Regions from separate parts of the Triticum aestivum genome. Here region 2 is linked to region 1. Evidence: chromatin contacts called from public Hi-C data. All regions are on one chromosome and are shown on one strand. Each heading gives the region's core, a stretch centred on a gene start, on an enhancer-like site or on the middle of the called end of the contact. The rest is flanking DNA. Distances are from core to core; before and after follow the strand shown.

Region 1 (6,840 bases), core at 3,062-5,561:
GATATTGTGAATCCTGACGGCTTTGGACATGATAAATTCACAACTATCATAAGCATTGTTGCCTACAAATTTAAGACATTCTTTGTCGTGACCGAACCAAACCGCATTCAACATTAAGGACTTCGACTACAAATTTGTTGAAGTACCTAGAACTCATTTCAGGTTAACTTCTATTCTTCGTCAAGTTTCTTTGGAATTTATTTTTCCTCATCTACGCCATTTTGAAATTATAGCTAGTTGAATTGCATTTAAATAATTACAAATTAAGATGATTGTCATTCTCTGCTCCATCCCCATGCATGATACTGGGGTTTTCCTCTTGCAAATTCTCAAAACCACCACGAGATGGGAGTTTTAGGGTTCTTCTCATTACCAATTTTTTTCTAGATCTTAGAAGTACCACAAAAACAAAGAGTGAAACCCCACAAATACTACGGTTGCATACAGGTGGATTTGCAAGCTCTGCGTGAAATTTTCTTGTATGAGATAGAAACATATAGCAATAGTGAGGTTCAATTACCAATACCGAGGAACTTCCTTCAAAATCATGTCAGTTTTAAATCCTGTCCATTTTTTGTTGCTAAACAAATCCCTTTTAGATTCCATTCATCTCGGCTTTATTTAACAGGGAAGAGAAACCCTCACCACATCTTAAGAAAAGGTAAGGCGAATGGGGATCACCTTGCCGAAGGCCTCTTTGGGGAATCAACACATCAATACACTCCCCATTAACTTTAAATCGGTAAGCCACTGTGGAAACACACATCATAATCTTCTTAATCCAATTCTCCTCAAAGCCCAGCTTCGTCATCATCATTTCCAAGAAGGGACAATTGCATTTTTGCCCCTAGTTGGTTCCTACCCACGGGTTTTGCCCTTACTTTTCGAGCTTGCTCAGTTTTGCCCTTACTTTTTCCGTCGTGGTCCCTCGAATGCCCTTTGACCGTTTGACCAAAACTTTGAAAATTCATAACTAATTCATATGAACTCAGAAAAATGCAAATAAGATATTAAAATGTTCAGATAAACATTACCTTTATGTGCATATCATTTGCATTCAGGACAAAAGCACCCTTTAAACTACCTAAGGTAATTAATGTTATTAACATTATTAAAAATAAAAAGGTATAAACAATATTTTTTTCATGAGTAAAAATTACATGCAAATGTAAGTGATGTTTTCTGAACATCCAGATATCTTATTTTCATTTTTCCGAGTTCATATCATCATGTTATGAATGTTCTAACGACTTTGACCATTATTTGTAAACTTCATAACAAGTTGATACGAACTCAGAAAAATGCAAATAAGATATCAGGATGTTCATAAAACATCACCTACATTTGCATGTAATTTTTATTCATGAAAAAAATATTGTTTATACCTTTTTATTTTTAATAATGTTAATAACATTAACTACCTCAGGTAGTTTAAACGATGCTTTTGTCCTGAATGCAAATGATATGCACATAAAGGTAATGTTTATCTGAACATTCTGATATCTTATTTGCATTTTTCTGTGTTCATATGAATTAGTTATGAATTTTCAAAGTTTTGGTCAAACGGTCAAAGGGCATTCGAGGGACCTCGATAAGTAAGGGCAAAACTGAGCAAGCTCGAAAAGTAAGGGCAAAACCCGTGGGTAGGAACCAACTAGGGGTAAAAATGCAATTGTCCCTTCCAAGAAACTCCACTTGACCCTATCATAGGCCTTGCTCATATCCAATCTTACAACTGCATACCCATCCTTTCCTCTCATTTTATTCTGCATATAATGCGTACACTCATAGGCTAACAAAATGTTATCTGTAATCAACCTTCCCGGTAAAAATGCACTTTGGTTAGGGGCAATGATTTTCGGAAGGTTTTGTTTCAACCTATTGGCAAGAACCTTGGACACTAGCTTATAGACCACGTTACAAAGACTGATGGGTCGACGATCTTTCATGCACTCCGGTTTTTTTTACTTTGGGGATCAACACTACACACATTTCATTCCACCCTCCTGGCATGTCTCCACCATTTAGAACATTAAGCACTCCCCCCCCCACCTTATCACCCACTATGTCCCAACACTTTCTATAGAAGATAGACGGCATACCATCTGGCCCCAGTGCTTTAAGATCACTGATACTCTGTAGTGCTTCAGACACTTCTTCCTCAGTATATGGCATATTGAGAGACTTGTTCATATGTGGCGTAACTTGTGAGACAACATGGCTTAGTAATTCACCCATTGTGGTACCTGCATGGGAGGTAAAGAGATTTTAAAAATAGTGAGTTACTGCTCCTTTCATGGCCTCACTCTCCTCCACCAAACTACCATCCTCCTTCTTCAGCTTCCTGATATGATTTCTCCTCCTCCTCGCCGATGCCGCCGCATGATTTTTTTTTGTTTTTCAGTCACCTCCTTTCACCCATTGGACATGTGCTCTTTGCTTCCGGTACATCTCCCTTTGTTCTTCTAGTCCCCCAAGTTTAAATTTAAATACTTCCTCTCCTACATATCTCTAGCTCCTTTTTAGTTCTGCCGATTTTTTTCTAGATCACCAAGAATATTTTTGCTCCAGTCAACCACATGCCCCATCACTTCTTTCACCGCCCCGCCAAATCTTTCCCCTCTACCCGCGTACCTATATTCCATGCATTCTGGATCACCTCCCTACAACCCTCTTCCTCTAGCCAATTTGCCTCAAAGCGATGTGTCGAACTCCGAGCCGAATTCTGAACTAGTTTTGCTGCCCCTCCGTTTCCACAATGATCGGACGATGATCCGAGTGGCGTGGATCCCCATTGATCACTCTGAACCCAGGAAATCTGTCACACCATGTCGGCATCGCGACCGCTCTGCCCAATCTCTCTCTGATATAGTTTTCTGCAGTATGGTTATTATTTCGCCATGTGAACACATCTCCAACAAAACCCATGTCCTTCAACTCACAATTTTCTAACGCAGCCTTGAAACGATCCATACAGACTTGGGCTCTCGGTGCTCCTCCTTCCTTCTCCCATTGTATGCAAAACTTCATTAAAATCCATACAGACTTGGGCTCTGGCAACTTCTTTAAAAATGAACCGAAAGTACATCGTGAAACATTGCCAAATCCTATTTGGCGCCTTAAGCGCCCGATTTAGTTCATTTTACAATCGGGCGCATACCCCCTGCCTTCCTTCGCTACTAACGGGCCTGGCCCACCCCCCTTTGGTTATATGTTTATACCCCTTTGGTTATATGTTTATAAGGCAAAAAAGGGCGCTGGAGGAGAATCAAACCTCGGACCTTCAACATCGAGGAACGATGCAATTACCACCGCGCCAGCTCTCCCACTGTAATATTTTACATCTTTTTCCTGCCTTTCTTCTTCCATCTTTCCTTTTTCCCTTTTTCCAAAGTTTATTTTTCAAATTCGAGAATTTTTCTTTTTCTTCATGTTTTTTTCTGCAAAATGGATGAACATTTTTTGTTCAAATTCAATGACCTTTTTCCATTTTTGATGAACTTTTTTCAAAGTCGATGAACTTTTTGTAGAATTTGATGAATTTTTTTCAAATTCGATGAACTTTTTTTAAATCCGACGAACTTTTTTCAAATCCGATGAACTTTTTTTATAATTCGATGAACTTTTTTCAAATCTGATGAACTTTTTTCAATTCTGGTGAACTTTTTTGAAATTTGATGAACTTTTTTCAAAACCGATGAACTTTTTTCAAAGTCGATGAACTTTTTTTAGAATTCGATGAACTTTTTTCAAATCTGATGAACTTTTTTTCAATTCTGGTGAACTTTTTTCAATTTTGTTTTTTTTAAATTCGATGAACTTTTTTCAAAATCGATGAATTATTTGCCTAAAAAACTGTAGTACATACTGTAGTAAACCGGTTGGGTTTTTCTAAGAAAATCAGTACCTAATGTAGCAGTTTTTGGCGAGAGAAAAAAACGATCGAGCTGGGACCAGCGATCGAGCGGGAGCCAACGAAGGGAAGCGAAGAGGGAGCGATGGTTTAATGGGCCGGCCCAGAAGGAGGCGCGCGCGGGCGCCACGATCCCTTGCTGGCGCTGAAGGCGCTGACGAGGAGGACTCTGAAACATTAACGAAAGAGAAAACGATTCCGACAGTCGAACCATGGGCCGTCGTAGAAACAGCCCACAGAAGAATCCTGCAGGCGCCGCTTCTCGCCGATTAGGAGGAGTTCCAATCAAAGAGGCCCAGTTTTTCTACAGACCCAACACACATATGACGAAACAATGGGCCCATTTACCACATTGCACGGCATCCGCACAAAGGCCCATGCGACCGTTCAGTCCAGCCCAAACTTCTACCGCGAAACCCTAGTGCTCGGCACGAACCACCTATAAATTCCCATCCCACCGGGCCTCCCCAAACCCTAGAAGCCCCCTGCCTCCTGCGCCTCCACTTCCATCGCCTCCCCAAGGTAAGAGCCGCCCCCCCTCCCCTCCCCCCCCTGACGCTGCATCTAATCCCAATGCTTTTCTTCGTGTCTTTACTCTTGCAGATCGCAGATCCGCTCCGGTGAGAATCCGTCGCCATGTCTTCCAGCGAGGTCGCCTGCACCCTTGCCGCCCTCATCCTCCACGATGACGGGATCCCCATCACTGTAAGTTGTTCGTCTTTGTTCCTTCTCTTCTTTGCGCGATTCTTGGTCTGTTTCGTTGTCTGAGGGTTGTTGCTTGGCCCAACGCAGTCTGAGAAGATCGCGACGGTGGTGAAGGCTGCCGGAATCAAGGTTGAGGCCTACTGGCCCGCGCTCTTCGCCAAGCTCCTGGAGAAGAGGAGCGTCGATGACCTCATCCTTTCCGTCGGATCTGGTAAACCTCTCCCGCTCTCACTGTGTTATATTCCTCTGTAGTTTATCCAAGGCTTTGATTCACGTGGCCCGTTGTGTACTTCACAGTAGACATATCATATTGTTGCCACTGCCTCTAATTTATGGAACGTACTTTGATCTGCTGCTTGGTTAGTCTGTGCAATAAGAGAATCCATCGCTTCACTTAATGTTAGACAACTTATTATTAAATTGAAGGATGACTTCCTAGGCAGGACTTGTAGATGTACCTATGTTCTGTTTTCTGAATTTAATTTCACGTGTAAATTTTTTGTCATCCCTGTTTGACCAATCTCGAGGAGTGTAATAGTAGAGAATGAGTATGCTATTCGGGTTGATTGTAACTTATCATGAGCAGCAACAGGAGTGGTTCTATGCTTTGCATTTACGTGTACTGCTGCCTTTTATTTTGTCAATGTAGTAACGAATTTGATTCGTTTCCAGGTGGAGGTGGTGCTCCAGCTGCTGCTGCTGCTGCCCCGGCTGCTGGTGGTGCTGCTGCCGCTGAAGAGAAGAAAGAAGAGAAAAAGGAGGAGGCCAAGGAAGAGAGCGATGATGACATGGGCTTCAGCTTGTTTGACTAAGCAGTTCAATTCCAGCTCTCCTGTGGAATCTGCTATGCTAAAGATTACCTATCTTATGTGCTTTTAGGTTGAATTTTGCGGATTTGATATGTAATTCTGTTGAGACCTAAGTATCTGTGCAATGAGTACTGCAAACCACCTTGGGATGGTCTTTTTAGAATGAAAATGGTTCTACATTATGTGCCTTCAGCTTTAGTTTGGTGCTCGGTTGAAAAGCCATTGCTTGTTTTACCCTACTGATTGTGTCGTCACCAGCTTTTGATGCTCTGTGCTTGGTTGACTGCTTTTTGAATCTGTCTGTTGATTAATTATATGGACCTAAATCTGCTAGTAATATCTGTTTCCATCTGTTTGTGTATGTCCAAGTCAGGTGTTTCTATTCTGTGGGTAAACGTATGAGGTACTGGAGCTTGCACGGTAATTTTGCAGCTTACGTAACAACCGCATTATATATGTTTGGGGGAGAAAAATTTAAGCTAGGTTTATAGTAAGTGTGCCATGGGTTTCATTCCTTTAGACCTTATTTTCCTATGAAATGTGAAAGATAGGAAGAATTCCTTTATAGAAATCTATAATAAGATTCCTCTAAACCAAAGGAGGTCTTTGAATCTCAACATGAGTAGATCGGCTTACCTTGAAATTTCATATGCTGATTTTACTTCAATTCTGTAACTAATTCTAAAATCCATGAAAATCCAGACTTGCGCCATGACAGACAAGTTTTGATTATGTAGATTCTGCTTGTTATAAAAAACCGAGTTTGTGATGATGTTTTTGCCATCTTGTAATATAGATCGATCTATATCTATGAATAAAAAGCAAACTACAAAAAAACCCGCGACTCTCTTCACATTTACAGACAACTAAAAAAGACATTTACAGACAACTAAAAAAGGAAGTCTCTGGAATAATCTGGCATGGTGCCGGCGCCGTCCCATCCTCATGCCTCCGCCGACCATCAGTCACCACCACGCCTCACTTATCTTTCTCGAGATATCATGTTTTTATGAAATTTTTGAGATATTATTAGTTTTTACACGTGAGATTACTCCTGCATGGGTCAATTAGAAAAGGTATTTTGTAAAAAATGCATTTTAATATTCCGTGCAATGCATGAACATCTTGCTAGTTCATTCAGCTTTTCTTTTTCTGTTATGTACATCCATCGCTCTTTCTTGGCTCACTCAGGTGGTCTAAAAATAAATAAAAAACCTTCAATGAAAGAGTTCACTTTTTTTTTGTTTTTCTCGAAAAATCTATTATAAAAGTTAACTGGAAGAACAAAGTATCTCAAACGCAATGAAAATTACCACATAAAGATTTCAAGACCACCGAACGACCATAAGAAACGAGCCAACGACGCACCATTGTCGTCGTCTCCCTGCCGAGGCCTGCTTGACCCGTCAAAGG
Region 2 (6,840 bases), core at 2,292-4,791, 400 kb before region 1:
ACGAATCAGAATTGATCTATCAGATAAACCCTCTGGTGGACTACGAATTCCTTTTCCTTCTAAGAAGTTTCTGTATACAAGAAATTTTATTTTATTTCATATGTAGGGATGCAGAGCGGACGGGTTTGCGGGCTGCAGCCTCGTACAAATCCATCTCTAGTCTAGTGTTAATCTTTCAGCCAGAAATGAACTATTTTGCTAGTTCCGCGGGACATGCGGGACGCCGCTTGCATCCCTATTCATATGCCATTCCATATCTCACTATTAGGCCTAAAGGGTCTTCGTGGAGCAGACAAGCAGGCACTGCCTCCAAACAGTAGCACGAGGATTTCTGGAGATCTTTGAATTTTTGAGAAAATTGGAATATTTCTGCAGAACTGCAGCCAAAAGGTCACTAGTTGGCATGTACAGAGGTAGAAAGTTCACTATCACGCAAGGCAAAACCAGTGAACGTGTCTAGTACATGTCTAACATGAAAAAAAACATGAACACGGCTATTACGAGGTAGAAAGTACATACTATGTTGTCTGAACAAAGAAAAAAAGGTGCATTTGCCAAATGACATACGCTTGACCCAAAAACGTAACCACCATTATGAGAATACATAGCGAGTGAACTCTTCAGTGCATAACTTATGCACACTACTACTACAATTACAACGTACTCCCTCCGATCTATATTAATTGTCGCTGATTTAGTAACAAGGTGCTTCTTTTCATTGTGGAACAGAGGCACGCCAAAAAGTAAAGATGGTGTGCCTCTTATATACTTCACAAACAGCATGCATGTCTCTTACAAACGTGGCAACTGTATTGTTCTAGAGAATACCTCTTCTAGAAAAGGGTTTCTGAATCCTGGAAACGATACATATATCTAACTGGCATTGATCAACATGCACTAGAACAACTGAGCTCACAAGTAAACCATATCAGCCACCTAGAAGCTTAAATCTTTCAAAGTGCAAATCCCAATCAAGTGTGTACATGTTGCATTTCAACATGTAAATATGAGAAGCATCATGATAAGCTATGATCTTAAGCATAGATGTAAACGAGATTAAGACTTTTTTGAGAAAGAAATTAGAATAGCATACCAGAACCAAAAAAGACAAAGTATCATCGTGACCTAATAAGTCAACAAGCATACACAAGGCATCTACTCCCAGTTTCTAAATATAACACTTTTTAGAGATTTCAATACGGACTACATACGGATGTATATAGACATATTTTAGAGTGTAGATTCACTCATTTTGCTCCGTATGCAGTCCATATTGGAATCTCAAAAAGGGCTTATATTTAGGAACGAAGGGAGTATCAAATACACCAAAGTAACTTTGCATACCCCTCAAAAAAAACACCCCTAAAAAAATCAAAGTAACTTTGCATGCCCATTACTGAGATTCATTAAAGCTGGTCCCATCTGTGTTCCACCAGACAGTAAATCTGCATGTATCCACTCTCAAATCTAGCATTCTTGCATGAATACAGGAATAGGCCTGAGACATCTAAAATTTGTACCAAGCAGTATATAATAGGGCATGGTTTGAATTATTATACTGTTCCTTCCAATGATCACTCCATCAAAGGAACATTAAAGCAAGGATCTTAAATAAGGCACTTGCAGGAATACACTACCCAGGTCTTCCTAAACAGAAATGAATACACACCTACTAGATAAACTGCTACAAGGAACATGAAAGCATGGCCCATAACGAACACACTGCCAGGAATACACTACCTAGGTCTTCCAGAAAAAAAAAAAGGAACGACTGCCTACTCAATGAACTGCTAAAGGAGCACGAAAGCAGGGCTCATTAATGAGATACTTCCAGTAATGCACTGCATAGACTAATCCAACGAGAAATCTAATAGCAAACCGATACAGATGGTGCATGCATCAAAACAACCAGACATGCCACGAATAGTCAATAGAGGTGCATACAGTATGTGAAGAAATCAGGAGAATAACCACCCAAAATCGGATAAGAACACAGTAGATGAGTACAGGTTAGCTGCACGTCGCCCAAGCACATAAATGGCAAAATAGTCATGCGACTTTCTAGACTCCATACAAAAGTAATGACCAAGAACTGCAAAACTTACTACAGTGAGAAGTGGCATCCAAATCTATCGAAACAAGAAAAGGATGATCAAAAGGAGCAACCGCTGGCGTATCCAGTATCCACCTGCTCTCAGCCCCATCCCATCTTATGATCTCAATCCTGCTAACGTTTTATCCCATCTGAACAGCACGTGCCCGACAGAAGTCACACAACCCGAAGTCTAGCTGAGCGATCATGACAACCAGTAACAGGAACGTAGAAAAATGATATCAAACCAATCAACAGGTGAACAAACTCTTTGCGGTTGCGGAGGTAACGTGAATGGATATATCAGAGTCTAATAAGGGACGGGCGAAGGAGGCTCGTCACAGGCAGAATCAAGAGAGGAAGGTGCGGGCATCGATCCGTGGGCTGACCTGATGATCGATGTCGGAGACGTAGACCGTCCGGCGGATCACCTCGTCGCGCTGCGCCTGGCTGGTGCGGCTGTTGACCCGCCGCTTGCCGCCGTGGGGGTAGCCGCCGCCGTACCCTCCAAACTTCTTCTGCGCGCAGGAAGGAGCAGATCAGACTTACACCGGCGATAGAAACAGAGAGGCCGAACGGGAACACCACGCGATCGAAAAGGTCAAACAAGGACTCTCGTGTCTCCTTACCCTGCCGCGGCCGTCGGCGGCGGGGAAGCCAACGACCCCGCGGTGGCCCGGCGAGGCGACCGGCGCGAAGCCGGCTGCGGGTGGGCCGTTGGGGTAGTAGCCGGCGTAGGGGGGCGGCGGCATGGGGTGCGCGGCGAGCGAGGGCGGGACGAACTCCTCCGCCATGGGGTTGAGCTTGGAGAGGAGCTCCTCCAGATCCCGCATCTCGCGCTCCCCCGCGTCGCCCCCCTCCGACGAGGCACGGTACGGCGCGGCGCCGTGGTCGGAGGCGGCGGGGGCGACGTGGTCGGCGGAGGTCTCGACTACGGCCATCCCGAAGGGAACGAAGAACCTGCTGCCGGAGGGGGAGAGAGCTCGGTGAGGTTCTGGAAGGTTCGGGGACGGGAGGCGCGCGGGGATGGTGGGGGGTTATATATAGGCTCGGCGCGGTGCGGAAGTGCGGATCGATCCCCGGAGACGGATCGGAGGCGAAGGGGACAGCCAACCGCGGGGAGGGTGGTTGGTCGTTGCGGCGGGCTAGGAGAGGAGGGAGAGCATGGGGATCGGGGAGGGGGAGGGGACAGCAGCTGCTGCAGCCGACCGGCGCAGGGGGAGAGCAGGGGAAGCCGGCAGGGGGAGGGAGGTGCCTCTGCCTCTCTCTTTCCTCGTTTCTCTCTCCTGGTTGTTACTCGTATCGTGCTGCCTCTTTCTCTCTCTTGCTGCCTCCTTTCCGCTTTGCCTTTTCGGGAGGAGAGGGAAAGTGAGGAGAGAGAGAGAGCTGCTCCGGTACGGTGAGGCTGAGGCTGAGGCTGAGGCGAGCCGCCCGCCCGCCTGCTGCCTCCTTTTCCTTTTGTTCCCTTCTCTCTCTTCCCCCCGTATTCCCCGCCCGCCGGGCTGCGCTTTTGCGGGAAACACCCCCTTGTGCTCGGGAATTTCAGCACCCTTGGACGCAAAGGACAATGCCATTTTTGTTTTATGAAACGTCCATCTTTATTTCAGCGTTGCTAATTCACAGTCGGCCGCTGGAATTCCTGACAACATCAGTATCACTTTGCTACACGCAAGAGAAGGACCACCGCACCGTAGTCGCCCGTCCGGCAAATTTGACAAATTTGACCTATAAACGAAATCAAATCACAGAATGAACTGTCCGTGAAACTATTTCACGCGGCTGACCCGTGGCGCCTAGCTCTCAGGCGCTGCACTAGTGCAACGCCTGGGAGCTAGACGCCACACTATACAGTGTGGCGTCTAGCTCTCAGGCGCTGCACACTAACTTAGTAATTTTCGGATCACACAGGTGCGACGCTGGCCGTGTAGCGCCTAACTGTGAGGCGTTGCACAGTGTAGTGTGGCGCCTTCGTGTCGGGCGTCACACAAAAAGGTCAGCCGCGTGAAATAGTTTCACGGATAGTTCATTCTGTGATTTGATTTCGTCTATAGGTCAAATTTGTCAAATTTGCCTCCGTGTACCGCTCACTAGCGAATCCCGCGCCGGTACTGATTGAATAGCTGGATTTCATGGTTTCATCACCGTCAGTCTACGACGATGTCGTGCCGCCTTTCCGTCAAACGTCTAACATAGTTGTCTTTTTCGTCGGTCGGCGACGCTCGGGCATTCCTCTGCAATGTCGGATCCAACTTCTTCTCGAGCATTGGCATGCACCCCAACCACTAAGCATCTTAAACGCCTCTATTGGCGGCTACTGTTGGGCATGCGACATGCCCAGCTTTGTCTCATTTCGGGCTTGCGCCGGCAACACCATACATGCCCGCTGCATCAGACCCATGAAAAACCGTGTATGTATGTAGTGGGGGCAGACAAACAATTTAAATAATTTTAGTGGAAGGTGGTAACAAATTGCCATGCTAGTTGTTCCCTGAAAATCTACACATGCACGGGTGTGGAGGTGAATCATTTAATTTAGCACTCAAGATAGAGATGTAATGAAGTCAAATTGGTGATGGTGGTGGAATTGCCTTTTGTGTTTAGTTCCCCCCAAACTCTTAATGAAGTTTTATTCCTTCTGTAAAAAGAAACATTTTGATTCCCGGTCCGGCATGGATACAAATTCAAGAGACCCGAGGGACCAAGAAGAGAGATAAAATGAAGGTTCTCTTAGGTTTTAGCTGGAACTCTTGACAACATATGCATCACTTTGCTACAGGGAAGGGAAGGATCACCACACCGCAGTCGCCGCCCTCTGTGCCGCTAACTAACGAACCACACGCCGGTACTGGTCGAATAGCTGGATTCCATGGTTTCACCATCGCTGACTAAAGATGTTGTGGTGTCTTTCTGCCAAACATCTAACAGAGTTGTCTTTTTCGTCGGTCGCCGACGCCTAGGCATTCCTCTGCAATGTCGGATCCAACTTCTTCTCGAGCAACAAACATTTTGATTCCCGGCCCGACATGGATACAAATTCAAGAGATCCAAGGGACCAAGAAGAGAGAGAAAATGAAGGCTCTCTTAGTTTTCAGCTAGAATTCCTGACAACATCTGCATCACTTTGCTATAGGAAAGGGAAAGACCACCAGCCCGCAGTCACCACCATGTGTATCGCTAACTAGCGAACCATGCGCCGCTACTGGTTGAATAGTTGGATTCCATGGTTTCACCACCGCCAGTCACCGACGATGCCTTGTCGCCTTTCCGCCAAACGCCTAACACAGTTGTCTTTTTCGTCGGTCAGCGACGCCTAGGCATTCCTCTGCAATGTCGGATCCAACTTCTTCTCGAGCATTGGCATGCACCCCAACCACTGAGCATCTTAAACGCCTATATTGTCGGCTACTGTTGGGCATGCGACATGTCCCCGCTTTGTCTCGTTTCGGGCTTGCGTCGACAGCATCGTCCATGCCCGATGCATCAGACCCATGAAAGATCGTGTATGTATGTAGTAGGGGCGGACAAACAATTTAAATAAATTTAATGGATGGTGGTAACAAATTGCCATGCTAGTTGTTCCCTGAAAATCTACACATGCATAGGGGTGTAGGTGAACCCTTTAATTTAGCACTCAAAATGGAGATATAATGAAGTCAATTTGGTGATTTGTGGTGGAATTGCCTTTTGAGTTTAGTTCCTCCAAGCTCTTAAAGAAGTTTTATTCCTTCTACAAAAAGAAACATTTTGATTCCCGGACCGACATGGATACAAATTCAAGAGATCCGAGGGACCAAGAAGAGAGAAAAAAATGAAGGTTATCTTAGATTTCAGCTGCATGCCTCATCTCTAGCGGCGCTATACAGCCACCGTACCACTATATGCACAAGGTTGAGATCATCTTCTCTCTCGAACAAAATGCGATCATGAGGCGGACACATGGTAAAGTATGTGGAAGGAAGACCTGAAAACTGCGTAGGACACTCACTATGAATTGCCAAAAAAAGAAGTTTCACTTTGATTGATTTTGCTTGATATGTTTAAGAAATAATTAAATTGCAAGCATCTGATATCAGAATTTTAAATAATAAATTAAAATGGAAGCATCTGATCTTTGAATTACAAAACCGTGTACCTTCCAACTTACTGATGTTTACGCATGGTAAAGTACGTGGAGGGAACAAGTGGAAATTGTGTAGGACACTCACCATGAACACACACAAAAAAGATGCTTCACTTTGATTTTGCTTGACATGTTTAGGAAAAAATTAAATTGCAAGCGTCTGATATCAGAATTTCAAAGAATAAATTAAAATGGAAGCATCTGATCTTTGAATTACAAAACTGCGTACCTTCCAACTTACTCCTACATGTTTATTTATTTGCTTGTTTCGAGAGAAGAAAGTATTTTGATTCTGTTAGGTGGTGCGTGCGTGTCCGTTGCAGGAGAGAGGGGGCAGGGTGCAGACCAAAGCTGGGTACTGTACTCGTCCCCGGGCTACGTTTTCCTTGGCCGTGTCAATGATGGGGCAGGCAGAAGCACGGAGGGGCGACGTCACGCACGGCTGCGTCGCGTGGGGCGCCATTCGGTTGGGAACTTGGGATCCGCAAAGAAAAAACAGGTTGGGATCCGCTGCTCCGCCACGCAAAGCTGTTCTCTCTATTGCTGCAATTCGCAAAAAAAAAAACTCTACCGCTGCAGTGTTTCTACGAGTACTTGACATCGCATGCGCATGGGAAGATGAGAAGCA

What was found. Hi-C and Micro-C count contacts between places; a contact is called where the count stands out from the background.
Region 2: a contact with region 1 is called in a Hi-C map of leaf, with 5 times the contacts expected there. The contact joins the promoter of LOC123163849 here to the promoter of LOC123164840 in region 1. A contact is called at or near these places in 2 of 5 Hi-C or Micro-C datasets (both in leaf) and 1 of 1 datasets of contacts at active chromatin or transcription factors (leaf).

What each region holds. Positions count from the first base shown.
Region 1 is chr7D:399,584,139-399,590,978 of IWGSC CS RefSeq v2.1, reverse strand. It overlaps LOC123164840 (60S acidic ribosomal protein P1), which reads left to right and starts at 4,311. Exons shown (of 4, transcript XM_044582433.1): 1 at 4,311-4,435; 2 at 4,517-4,618; 3 at 4,706-4,829; 4 at 5,291-5,625. The coding sequence starts at 4,550. The coding sequence ends at 5,430.
Region 2 is chr7D:399,985,818-399,992,657 of IWGSC CS RefSeq v2.1, reverse strand. LOC123163849 (polyadenylate-binding protein-interacting protein 11) reads right to left here and starts at 3,541. Exons shown (of 10, transcript XM_044581236.1): 1 at 2,722-3,541; 2 at 2,482-2,610. The coding sequence starts at 3,033.